Regions from separate parts of the Mus musculus genome. Here all the other regions are linked to region 2. The links are chromatin contacts, called in public HiChIP or PLAC-seq maps. All regions are on one chromosome and are shown on one strand. The core of a region is the stretch at or near the end of the contact, and the rest is flanking DNA. Distances in the headings are between cores, read along the strand shown.

Region 1 (4,069 bases), core at 55-2,554, 500 kb before region 2:
AATCTGTGCAGACCCTGCTGTGTGGAACCTGAGACCTGGCCACTGAAGAGATATTAGTGGCACTCTCTCAGCAGGCAGTCTCCATAGCTGGGCGTGGGCTCTGCTAGAACCTGTTGGGTTTCAAGTTACTTTTCTCTTGAGCCTTGGTTTCCTTCCCTGTCGAGTGGGATGGGACCCCGCCTACTCAGGTCAGCCTAAGAGGGTTTTGGTGTTCAAGTTGGGGGGTGGGGGGAGAACTGAATGCTTAAGAGATCAGGGGTCAGGGCAGGCTCTAGAACACCTGGCTCCATCTACCTCCAGGAAAAAAGTGTCTCAGAACTCCAACCCAGCACTACACCCCCACCTGCTCATGCCTGGGTGATGCAGGCTGAGGGTTAAGGTCAAGAAGTGCCTGCCAGGTCTGGAGCAGGGTGGAGAGCACTACCAGACAACCTATGGTGGGGAGCACTACCAGACAACCCATGGTGGGGAGCACTACCAGACAACCCATGGTGGGGAGCACAACCAGACCACCCACACTGGAGAGCACTACCAGACAACCCATGATGGGGAGCACTACCAGACAACCCATGGTGGAGAGCACTACCAGACAACCCATGGTGGGGAGCACTACCAGACAACCCATGGTGGGGAGCACTACCAGACAACCCACACTGGAGAGCACTACCAGACAACCCACACTGGAGAGCACTACCAGACAACCCATGGTGGGGAGCACTACCAGACAACCCATGGTGGGGAGCACTACCAGACAACCCATGGTGGGGAGCACAACCAGACAACCCATGGTGGGGAGCACTACCAGACAACCCACACTGGAGAGCACTGCCAGACAACCCATGTTGGGGAGCACAACCAGACAACCCATGGTGGGGAGCACTACCAGATAACCTATGGTGGGGAGCACTACCAGACCACCCACACTGGAGAGCACTACCAGACAACCCATGGTGGGGAGCACAAACAACCCATAATCAGCTCAGAGAAAGACTCTAGAACAAGTCTGTCTTCTAACCCTGCCATCTGACCCCAGGTTAACTACTCTTGGCCCCAACAAGTCCTCCGTGACAGACACATATACACATGCAATACCCTGCTCACACTCACAAGCCGAACCAGCCAGGTCTGGACATGGGAAGGCTCTGGACATGGGAAGGTTCTGATGACTCAAATTCCTTATTAGGCCCCAGGTTGGGGGTGGTGGGTGAAGCTGCTGGTCATCCCCAGGGGCTCTGGGCCTTTAGAGACACAGGCCCAACACAGTAGACACAGAACAGGCAAGGCCAGTTTCCAGGGAGAGTGTCAACATCCCAAAGCTGCCTGGCTGCTCAGCTATGCCCTCTAGTGGCCAGACCTGCTCAGGCAGTGGGGAGGGCAAGGGAAGGAGGCAAGGTTTCGCTGGGCTTCATGGGGCAGCCTTGGAGGAGAGAATCTAAGTCTCGGAGGAGGGAGGCTCAGGAGTGTACAGTGCCTGGGTTTTGGGTGAACTGTCCCATGCTTTGTGCTAGCCCCTGCCCCACAGTTTCAGTCTTTGTCTCTGAGTCCCAGAACTCAACCTTGGACAGGGTGATGATTCTTCACCCCATACCACGCCTGGTCTCGCTCCCCTTCCTGCAGCCCCTGTCCACGCTGCGGGTCCTATGGTCTTCTAATTTGCCCCAAGTCCTTGGCCCCACTGGGCAAGTAGGCTAGGATCTAGTTCTGTGCTCACAGCCTGTTTCCTGGGTTGCCCTGGCTCTACCAGCCCTTTGATGAGGATGGCTAGGTCTAGACTGAGGAGGGGGCATACGGTTCAGTTTTAGAAGGAGGAAGTAGAGGCTGTGGCCTGAGAATCAGTCCATGCTTTGTCAGCTGCCCTACAGGGCATGCTGGGTAATCAGCTTCATATGACTGCAGAGGGGTCTGCTTTGGGCGGCCCCTCCCAACTCGCCTCACCAAAGTGTACAGGTATGGGTGAGCACTGGCTCCTCTGGGGGCCCTGGGGACTGGATACAAGGCTGCTGGGGGTGGGTGGGATAGCTTCCAGGGATACAGTCTGCACACACCCCTCTATGGAGCTGTGATATAGAGAGCCTGGGTCTGAGGGAGCAAGGTGGGTGCAGCCAGCAAGGCTCGATTTCCTGTACAGCCCACCTTCGCTTCAGCTCCTTGACATTCACAAAGGCACAAAACTTGCAGTCGGCAGTGGTGAGGGCTTATTAAGAAATTTCCTATTATGTTACTTTGATTACTTTCATTTTAATTACCCTAATTAGGCGAGCTCTGTAATGGAGTGGGCTGTCCTGTGGGGCTGTTGGAAGGGCCTGGGGCACAGAGGGGCACTGACTATGGCAATTACATTAGCCCTGATATGTCCCCTGTGCCCTGCCTGGGTGTATGGAGCCTGAGGGGATGCAGGCACTGGCCAGATGGCCCATCTCCTGGTTAGGATTGGGCTGTGACTGTAACTCCCATTTGAGAGCAGCATGCCTGGGTGCTGGAACCCACCTGTCCACGCTGTGTCTTCTATATTGTGTTTACACCTCTGATACTGTGGTAAACAAATCCAGACTGCTGGAGTTGAGTAGGGAGTCCAAGTTTCAGAATCCGGACATGGGAACCAATCGCAAGGCTTTAGTCTCTCTGGTCCAAAGGATTTCTGCTGTGACTGACTCGAATCTAGTTAGTGGTGACCAGAATTTCAGCCCTGTTCACTACATAGGACCCATGAGTTACCCTAGACACCCTGCTTTGTTGGGGATCTAGGATGTCTGAGCAGGAGTCAGCCCTGCTCCATAGTGACATCCCTTAAACAACCCATGAGAATAGTTCTGACCATCTGACCACTCCTCTGTGGTGATAGGTTTGTATCTGAGGCTGTGCCTGGCCTCATGGGAACAGGGGCAGAGTCACTGTAGCTCCCAATGTAGCTTTCTGCATACAGTGTTTAAGCAGGCCCTTGGGATGCCCTTCATTGGAAAGAGCACTGGGCTAGTGACCAGGGTCTTCTCAGATGAGCAGGGAACAGGGCAGACGTTGCGAAAACTCCGAATCAAACCTTGTTGGGTGTGGGTCTGATAATTGTGAGTTGCTGTTCTGGGACAGTACTCACAGGGCCTGTAGGGAGCTCTTTCTCAGCTCTCCAGAGGAAGAGTGGGAGTGGCTGTTCCCATGAAAAGGTCTTTATGGATCCTCTTCCCAGATCCCCAGTGTCCCCCCCAAGAGGGCTGCATTAGAAAGATCTGTTGTGGGTTGGTGAGATGGCTCAGTGGGTAAGAGCACCCGACTGCTCTTCCAAAGGTCCGGAGTTCAAATCCCAGGAACCACGTGGTGGCTCACAACCATCTGTAACAAGATCTGACGCCCTCTTCTGGAGTGTCTGAAGACAGCTACAGTGTACTTACATATAATAAATAAATAAATCTTTTAAGAAAGAAAGAAAGAAAGAAAGAAAGAAAGAAAGAAAGAAAGAAAGAAAGAAAGAAAGGAAGAAAGAAAGAAAGAAAGAAAGGAAGAAAGAAAGAAAGAGATCTGTTGCATCTTTCCAGAATTCATTTGTGTCGCCCATGCAGTGGGTAGTGGTCACCCTTTCCTGCAAAGTGCCCCTCAGATACTGATGTGTCCCTGGTGACTAGCTTTAACCCCAGGGGCTGGGAAAATGGTCCCCCTTCCTGGTGAGGACCTGAGCCCTCCTGACCCTGAAAGCTGGTAGTGGTGCTGGATACAGGGTAGAGAGGCCTTGGCTCAGTTCATAGGTGAGTTGGCCAGTTTGTCTGTCCATCCCCAAGGGAATCTGAGCATCTCTTTACCACTGACATGTTTTCCCTAAGGGCTTCCCAGGGCACTTCATCCACCTGCCTCCCATAGGGGCCTCCCATAGGGGCTCATTGTGTCTGAGCCACCAAGAATCAGAACAGGTCTGCAGCCAGGATTCCTCAAAGGGCAACCTTGGGCTCTTGGGTGCTTTTCACTCCCCACTGCCTTGAGAGCCAGGCACAACATTGGCTAATTCTATGAGCTTTGTCCCTGCTCATGCCCACCAGGGCCATCTGCACCACCAAGCATATGGAGTGTTCTTCCAGGCTGTGTA
Region 2 (4,280 bases), core at 1,610-4,109:
GAGACCCCCTCCCTGCAATGGGCTGGCCCTGGCTACCCGAGTGCAGCCCCAGGCTGGCCACTGTTGCCAAGAGCCAAGTGTCTCAGGGTTCATTTCCATCCCATAGTCACCCCAGTTCTTTGCCTGATATCCTCACTGTCCCTGCATCATGACTTGGGTCTCCCCTGGGAACCCAGGGCTGCTGTGACCCTCTGGCAGTCACATTGCCATGTCTGCTGCTGTCCCCCAGAAGGCAGGGAGGCAAAGGCTTCAACTGGTAGAAGGAAGCAAAATGAGTCAAAGCCGGGGCCCAGGTGGGGTACAGGTGAGCAACCTAGGAACGGCTTATTCTGTTCCTGCGTCCTCAGCAGCAAGAGGATAGGAACAGCTTGTTCTGGCGTCCTTGGGAGCAAGAGGGTCAGCAGGTTTGAACAAAACACCTCATGGACTTCTACCAACCATGGGGGCGAAAGAAAGGACCCGGCTACCACCTGCACTGACCACGGAGATTTGTTTAGCAAGTTGTCGCCGACACTTGAGGAAGATTCTAGCATTGCAGTCTCCAGCAGCCATTGAAGGTTTTCAGGTACAACCTGACTGGCTGCTGTAGGGAGTCTCTGGTAACTTCCCCAGAACAGAAATCTGTCACCCGCATCTGTCAGCAAAATAGGCAAAGTGTACCCTGCCAGTTTCTGGCAGGGACAGGGTATTTGGGGTGCAGGCAATAAGCCCTGGGGTGATGCAGAGTAACTTGTGGGTATGCTGGAGACCTTGAGGGAAGCACCTACCATACAGGTGTGCAAGCCAGCAAGCAGGAGGCTGGTGCACACAGAGCCTTCAAAGAACATTCTAGACTCCAGCATAAAAAACGTTCCAACAAACACAGGAGGTGGTAACTGTTTGAGGGGACATGGGGTGTGTGGAAAAATCACTGATTAGATAAAGATGCAGTTGAGGAGCTGAGGAGTCTGGGTAAATGAGCAGCTGCGGCTTGCCCCACTGGCCTGGAGGCCCATTGAAGTTCAGGTAGGAGTTAGCTGGATAGCCCCATCGCCACCTCCATATATAATTGGTCTGACTGTCAATCCAGCACAGGTGTGGTACTGAGGAGCAAGTGGCTCGGTGGGGTATGTAACCCTCTGTGTTGCCGTCCAGCAGGGTAGAAAAGCGGAAGGTGGCAGACCCTGTGGGAGTCCTGAAAGAGAAGTACCTGCGGCCGTCCCCACTTCTGTTCCACCCCCAGGTAACAACCACTATGGGCCTCTGAGATGGGAGTACTTAGAGACGCTGTGTGAACAGGCTCTGGGACTTAGGTTTCTGGTTCCCAAGAGGCAGAGGGGACTTTCTGAGATCCCACAGGTCATTGTGGACCCGGAACACATAGGGAAGGGTTGCTCTCATAAGGAAGCACTTGGGTCTGTCTAAAGGCCTCTTGCCCAAAGGAGCCCCACAGTTGCAAGGACCCCAGGCCCTAAGAAGGGATGCATTACTGATACAGGTGCCAAGAGGAGCAGAGTTTTGGACACAAGGAAACAGATGTTGGGGCTAGTATTCCTGCAGTAGGCCATACCTTAGCATTCTTCAGTGAAAGGACCAGAGCAGGTCTTCGTGAGAAGGGGCAGGGGGGAGACTGAGCAGGAAGGAACCGTCCTAGGGACTGGAAGGGAAGGCTAGCAGTCTACAAGTCAGGTATAGTGCCCTCTATCCTGCTAATGTCCCTGCCTGTGCCCCCAGGCCACATGCCTCCTGGGGAACCCACAGCCCAAGGCAAAGTCCTTCAAGTATCCCAGACCCCAGTCCTCACTGCATGAGGTCTGGCCCCCCTCCTGTGAGCTGCAGGTCACCGCCCTTAAGCCTCCCTCACCAACAGGGAATCTTCAGGCCAAAAAACCTGCATGGGGCATTGTTCTTCTCTGAGCTTCCCGCCTTGGGTAAGCCCCAGCCTGAAACCTGTACCCTGGCTGAGTTCACAGCTAAACTTAGAGCCTCCCATTGTTCCATGGGGCCGCGGAGTTTGGTTAATAGCTTCCCCCAATTTTCCCAGGGCCGGCTGGAAAAAGCCGACCAGGCAGCCAGGCGTATCCGGTGTTTGTGTTTGTACTAGGAGCTCACGGGAATGTCTGATGGGGCAGAGCAGGCCAGGCAGGCAGGACCCACCCCACCCGGCCTGAGGAAGAGAGGCCTGTGGGGGGCCAGCTGCCCATTGTCCCTCCTGCCCACTGCTCCCATGGGCCAACCTCCTCTGCCTGCCCTTGTGTCCCAGGCCAGGACGAAGAGGCAGAAAGGTGGTGACTTGTGGTCACCAATTAAATGGTCTGAGGCTAGCTTGGCTGCCTGTGTCACTCAGATAGAAGAGCCTGGCAACCATGCAAAGAAGGTTTCCACAAAACAGGCATCCGTGCTATATCCATAAGCTATCATTAAGACTTATGGCCAAGAGCCTCAGTGTCACCCTGAGAACCTACCTTTCAGGTGTTGAAAAAGGCACTAGAGAGGCCAGGTAGCAGCCTAGAGAGCCAGGCAGTTCCATCTCCAGTGAGCATGGACGCAGAAAGTGTATGTGGTATGTTCTGATGAGGGTCATGTGTCAGTCCTCTATTAACAAGGCAAAGCCTGCATCTCTGTTGCCTGCACAGAGCCGTCCAGTGGCCATGGGGAGGTCTCACCAGGGTGGCTGGGCAAAGTGTCCATCCATTCGCCGCTTTCTGTGGGCTTCTGTTACAGCTGTACTGCTGTTTCCCCAGATACCAAATGTCTCCGCCACTGTGTTATGAGGCTTCCAAGTAGCGGCAGTACAAAGCCCTCCCTTCCCTGTTGTCAGTGCCCAGCAAACAGCCCACAACGATGCGTTGGGCATCCCAACAAGGTGCCGAAGGGCTTCGTGGCTGGAGTCGTGCAGAAGGATTACAGTCATGTGACATGCAGCCTTTGTTCAACCATGGGCAGCTGGGTCCTGGATTCTGACATCAGTGAACAAGTGCCTTGTGTTTGGCGCTAGCACTAAGCAATAAACACTCCCGGGAGGCAGCTGGCCATGGACGGGAGCCTGGATCGGGAGGTGATACCTTGTCTGCTCATTCGTCCATGTCCCCCTGGTGTGTGCAGTGGGGTCTTCATCTAGGCTCAGTTTCTCCCAACACTCACGGCACTCTGAGAGGCTGAACCCTTTCCCTCTGTCTTCAGTGGTACCTGCCCCACCCCGTCTTCTTTTGCCTCTCTCACCTGCCCCCATCTCTGTGGTCTGCCAGATAAAACGTGCCTTCCGGGATAGACATTTAGCAGAGGTATGAAGAGAGCCTCTCATGGTTCCCTTGGCACAGGTGGGGAGAGGTACAGCTTCAAGGTCCCTGTCACCAAAGCCTTAAGTCTCAATGGAGCCTGCATAGCCTGGGGTTTTAACCAATTTCTGCCTACCATACTGAAAAGACCACTCACTCCAGATGACCCTGGATTATAGTCCCAATCCTAAGAAGGACAAGAGCAGAGTAAGCTGTGGCTGTAATTCCAATGGCCATCCAGAGGTTATTGATAATAATTAGACACAGGGACCCCCGGGTGCACGCTCTCTGAAGACAGACGGCAGTTATGCTGAGTCATCGATCTCTCCCTCCCTGTGCCCGCAGATGTCAGCCATAGAAACCATGACGGAGAAGCTGGAGAGCTTTGCAGCCATGAAGGCCGACTCAGGCAGCTCCCTGCAGCCCCTGCCTCACCACCCGTTCAACTTCCGCTCCCCACCCCCAACGCTCTCGGATCCCATCCTCAGGAAGGGGAAGGAGAGATACACGTGCAGGTGAAACACCGAGGGTCCCTTGGGGGCTGGTGGGAAGGGGCCGCGCGCGCGTGCACACACACACACACACACACACACACACACACGCACGCACGCACGCACGCACGCACGCACGCACGCACGCACGCGCGCGCGCGCGAACTTGCTTCTGGAAAAGCCCAGAGTTGCAGTTCCAGTGAAGCAGAGGTTGAGCGGACAGGCGCCCCATCCGCCCGAGGCCGTGTTTGCGCATGCGTGATCTGGGTAGGCTTCTAGAACTGTCCTCTCGGCTGTGTTATCTGGGCCCCGCGTGCAGCTTAGTTAAGTTCAGAGGCCAGAGAGCAGCTGCGCAGCCTGGGCACAGTATTAGGAAGGATGGTGAGCCTGGTGCTGAAGCCATTGCTCGCGGTTTTGGGAGTTCATGCTCCCGGGCTCCCTAGCTGATCCCAGCCACTGTGGCTCCCAGGACTGAGGGCATGACGCTGGTCCCTCCACTCTGTGCTTTGTGAGATGTCTGGGCTCAAGGCAG
Region 3 (4,393 bases), core at 1,416-3,915, 370 kb before region 2:
CAGAGCAGAACTTCTGGAGGCTGAGTGGGGGAACTGTCCCCCATGCTCAGATAAGTAGTGTCCCTGAAAATTCACACACAGTGCGCCCTTATCTGGAACTTAGGGTGCTGCAGATGTAACTAGTTAAAAAGAGCCATGCTGGATTCAGGTGGGTATTAAAAACAGTGATGAGAATCCTTACAGGATTGACTTAGAGCTGCAGAGGAGACACAGGGAGAAGACAGAGCTCAGAGTCAAAGCACTTGCACATGCCAAATGCTGGCCAGAGCCCCAGAAGCTGGAAGGGGAGAGGAAGGAACTGCTGGCCCCGCAGATTCTTCAGTGTGTGCTGCTTCTTGTCTCCAGACTCTGGAGAACGATGGTCTGTTGTTCTAAAGCACCCGCTTTCCAGTAACTGATGCTGTGACCCCTGGGAAGCAACCCTGAGCTCAGGCTCACCTCTCCACAGACACCTTGCACGGAGCCCGCTGCTGGCCCAGGATGCAGCAGCTCATCCCTGAGACGAACTTCTTCACACTGGGAGGCAGGGGACAGAACTGGCTTAGCACAGCGTAGGTACTTTACAACTGATCTCTCCACTTACTGGAAACAAGCAATGCTCGAGTCCTTTTTATCTTGTATTTTAACTTTTCTGTATGTGGTGTGCACATGTATACACATGGATGTGTGTGCGAGTGTGGATATGTGTGTGTCAATGTGTGTGCATGTGTGTGTCCATGAGTGTGTGCACATGTATACGTGTGATTTGTGTGCAAGTGTGTGTGTGTGTGTCAATGTGTGTGTGCATATGAGTGTGCAGGCCGTACATTGATGTCTAGAATCATCTTTGATTGCCCTTCCATTTTATTTATTGAGGCAGAATTTGCCAATCAAACTCAGAGTGTGTCGACATGGTTAGTCTCGCTGACCAGCTTGCTCCTGGCCCAGTCAGCCTTTACACGGGTTTCTTGCAATCCACACTTGGGTCCTCATGTTTACACAGTAAGTTCTTTAACCATTCAGCTTTTTCCCAGTCTACATCCTCATGGTCTAAGACAATCTGCCTCTAGGGACCTTGACCTGGCCACTTCAACCCGTGCTCTGTCCTGAACCCCACAGCTTCTACCATCAAGCCCTGGCTGCTCACTCTGGCAACGCTGATGAAGGTCTTTCCCTGCTGGCTCTGAGGATAAGATGTCTCTCATGAGTTCCCTGCCTGCCTCAGCACTGAGACTTGGGGTGGGGGATGCAGTTTCCCACTCCTGCAGATGATTTAGAAGGGATTCGGAGGCCAAGGAGGTCGTCTTGGAATACTGGCTAGACAAAATAATGTATCAGAAAATTCCAAGCGGCCTTTGGTCACAGCTAGAATGTGCCTAGTGCAGTCTTTCCCAGCCAGGGATGGGGCTCTCGGGGGGTGGGGGGGTGCCTTCCAGCTGGAACTGCCTGGCTGGACTCCCACCTCTGCCATTGACTCTTAGTCCTAGCCTGGTTAAGAGCCCAGTGGATAGGCAGACAACAATCAGCTGTGCCTCAAGCAACCTCTACCCCCGTTGCTTGAAAGCATTCCGTGAGGACTTGCACCTGACAAACCAGGTGGATTTGGAGCTTTGAGGTGCCACCTGTCAGGGCCAGGATTACTGTGGACCCTGGCAGTGGGGAGCTAACAGACAGAGCAATCATTTCTCCTCATAGGAAACATGGGGCAGGAAGTTTGGGAGGAGTGGTGGCCATATCCCAGTAGCAGCGAAGTGACCTGTAGGCTGTGTTCAACCAGATGATAGCTTCCCAGTTGGACCCCACTTTTCCCCCTCTGGCTGTAAACAGCTGTGAACCGAGAGGTACCACACTTGCCCAGATGCTAGCAGCTACAGGTAGTGACTATCTGTGGGGCTGGTAGCCATCATCTTTCTGGTGAAGGGAGCGCTATGGCGTCAGGAGATCAGCAGTACCTTTAGCGTCCTCCCATCTGGGTTCGCGCAGGTAACAGTCCTCCCGGTAGAAAAGTGAACTCTACCGTCTGCACCTCTCAAGGATCCATGCCACTTGTGAAATTAGAATAAAAGTCCAGATGAGCATGGGTATGTCCTAACAAGTGGTCTGGGCCACCTGTTCTCTGACAAAATAAGATGGCACCAGGCGGGTCATCTTTGGTACCAGGTATTCCCATACCACCCTATGGTGAGTGGATGCTTAGTGCTCTCTGTGGCCTGCAGGGGCCTGGCTAGACCCTGTAACCAGATGAGTTGGGTTTCATGGCCATAATGTTTCAGGCTTACATGTACCCTGACTCTGAGGGCAGCGTGCTGTCCTCACAGGAGAAGTAAATGAACATATCTATGCCACAGTGACTCTCAGGTGAATGCCGGCTTGGAAGCCATCCCGATGGGACGGGAGGGAGTTTTAACTTAGAAAAGAGGCCCCTTTTTTCTTCTTTACATGAGTCACTTTCCTGGAGCGTGGAGAGATGGGCAGGCGGTTCTTATCTTTAAACCCCATGTACTTAACGCTTATTAAAATCAATACCGTCCATTAGCCGGCTCCGTTTCCATTTTTAATCATTTATTGATATACGGCCTGTGCTTTTATAGGACTAAGCAAATTTCCGCTCTCCGTGTTCCTCTGCAGCCCGGGGGCAGGCGGTGCGCGGCCGCGGGACGTAAATGTTTATTTACTGCCTGCTTCCTGATTGAGAACATACCTGGTCCAGGCCTTCAGATGGCTTTTACACGGGGGACTCGGGCCACTTCCTGTTCTCCAGACACACAAGGCCATTTTTAAGGAGCATAATGAAAGCAAGGCATTGTGGCCACAGTCACAGGCCGGGCAGCCAAATGGGCGGCAGAGCAGGACACAGAGGGCTTGCTATTTACCAGCCCACTTGCTTCTTGCTGGGGCTGGGTGGGGGGCAGGGGGAGCCCTTCTCAGCTGGGGCTGTGACACCTCCCTGCATATCTATTGCTCCCTCCTGAGATTCAACAGGCTCCAGCCTGTGGCTTTTTGTCTGGAAGGAACCAGGTGACCCATGGCAGGACCAGGTTTCTGCATATCCTCCGTTTACGGAGGAGGTTCGTTGGCCCTAAGGATGGTGACGTCTGTCCTCTCTCACCTTCTTCGTCACATACAACCCAGCCCGCGTCCTGTGTCTTGTCTTACCTCCCTGATTTCTCTGAGCCTCAGAGAGCTGGCCAAGAGACTGAACCCAAACTGTCTGAACACATCTTCAGATCAGATGCTGTGCTCTGTCTAGGGAAGAAATACAGAAGATTCTGCAGAGCTGGAAGTCTTCCACCATAACACCCCTCATAAGGATATATGGGTGTGAGCCAGTTGTCAGGGTGGAGAGACAGACGGATGGGACTGTCTGGCTACAGATGAGGGGCTCCAAGATCTGGGGTAGATGTTCCTCCTTCAGGGTTCCATAAGCTCTGTACCCTAATTTGTCCAGAGGTATCTTACAAGAGCTAGCCCTCAGACCAAGATGTGCTGGCCTCTAACTAGCCCAGGAGGCTGATACTCACCACTTGGCAAAACTCAGATTCACATGGCTGCAAAACCAGCCACATACCCAGATACCAGGTGGGTAGTTTCAGAGGGTATGTGACAAGATTCGTCTTCTTCCTGCTAGGAAACCCGGAGCCCACAGCTGCCCCAAGGGCTGTAGGACTCTCTGTGCCAGTGGGGGGGCTCCAGCCATAGAGCTAGAGGAGGGGCACTCAGGCCCCAACCATTTCCAGACTCCCAGGAAATCTGGGTGCTCTCAGGGCCTCCTGGAGTGGAGTGGGTGAATCTGGTGGCTGTTTTACATGTATGGAATCAGCTTTATTCCTGTATTTTGGGTTTGTTTTTATACCACTTAGTGGTTTGTGGGAAAATGCAGTTGCTGCTGAAAGACACTTGTCAGCCTGGATATCTTTTTGGCCTCACACACAGGAGACCGCGGCTTAGAATGGAGCTGGGGTCTCACAGAGGCGTGACCTAGAGATATTCTGACTTTCTTCAGGAATCTGCCCCCGATTCCCAGTTGCCCCTTCATTAAGGGCTTTGGTTTGGGGGGCAAGTATGAAAGGAGAGGGGCCCTCTCCTTGCCTGGGCATGCAGACATCACCACAGGCATGCCAAAGGCACACTGCTAGCCACCCAACTCAGGACACCAGGCCAACAGTTGTGGGTTGTATGTGCATCTGTGATCGGTGGCTTCATAAAACGCCTTCTAATGAAAGTAACACACACAGAGAGGCAGGCAGCCCAGGATGCGGGGCTGCGTGGTGAAGAAATGCGCTTGTTAAAATGTGTAATGAGAGACAGAACAAATCCCCAATATCGGCCAACGCTGTCGTTAAATCCCTTAATGATAGGGGCATTTTCTCTGGTGCGCCGCACAGTTTGTTATAAACCTCTTTGGCCTGGCGGA

What was found. HiChIP or PLAC-seq counts read pairs in DNA pulled down with a chosen protein or histone mark.
Region 1: an H3K4me3 HiChIP or PLAC-seq map of forebrain shows a contact between it and region 2, with 6 times the contacts expected there. The contact joins the promoter of Ttc34 here to the enhancer-like site in region 2. A contact is called at or near these places in 1 of 39 promoter capture datasets (neural stem cells), 5 of 15 datasets of contacts at CTCF or cohesin (embryonic stem cells, hippocampal excitatory neurons, large pre-B cells and 2 more), 58 of 484 Hi-C or Micro-C datasets (B cells, the HL-1 cell line, LSK cells and 30 more), 15 of 115 datasets of contacts at active chromatin or transcription factors (PVALB interneurons, astrocytes, bone marrow-derived dendritic cells and 9 more) and 1 of 9 other capture datasets (embryonic stem cells).
Region 3: a contact with region 2 is called in an H3K4me3 HiChIP or PLAC-seq map of embryonic limb bud, with 6 times the contacts expected there. The contact joins two enhancer-like sites. A contact is called at or near these places in 1 of 39 promoter capture datasets (neural stem cells), 1 of 484 Hi-C or Micro-C datasets (nephron progenitors), 3 of 115 datasets of contacts at active chromatin or transcription factors (embryonic basal ganglia, embryonic limb bud and embryonic stem cells) and 1 of 9 other capture datasets (embryonic trunk).

What each region holds. Positions count from the first base shown.
Region 1 is chr4:154,834,651-154,838,719 of GRCm38.p6, reverse strand. Ttc34 (tetratricopeptide repeat domain 34) reads right to left here and starts at 1,304. Exons shown (of 9, transcript NM_172878.4): 1 at 1,108-1,304.
Region 2 is chr4:154,334,585-154,338,864 of GRCm38.p6, reverse strand. Prdm16 (PR domain containing 16) reads left to right here. Exons shown (of 17, transcript NM_027504.3): 10 at 1,138-1,222; 11 at 3,603-3,772. Among named protein-coding and RNA genes, the nearest start is that of Arhgef16, 37 kb to the right of the region's middle. Within about 2 kb of position 2,859, at least 66 of the 459 cell types and tissues checked have an H3K27ac peak or open chromatin away from gene starts, as enhancers often do. A contact at or near this core is called in brain, cerebral cortex, embryonic limb bud and 3 more, where this site is marked.
Region 3 is chr4:154,708,248-154,712,640 of GRCm38.p6, reverse strand. No RefSeq gene overlaps it. Among named protein-coding and RNA genes, the nearest start is that of Actrt2, 43 kb to the right of the region's middle. RefSeq lists an enhancer at 1,479-4,393. Within about 2 kb of position 2,665, at least 8 of the 459 cell types and tissues checked have an H3K27ac peak or open chromatin away from gene starts, as enhancers often do. A contact at or near this core is called in embryonic limb bud, where this site is marked.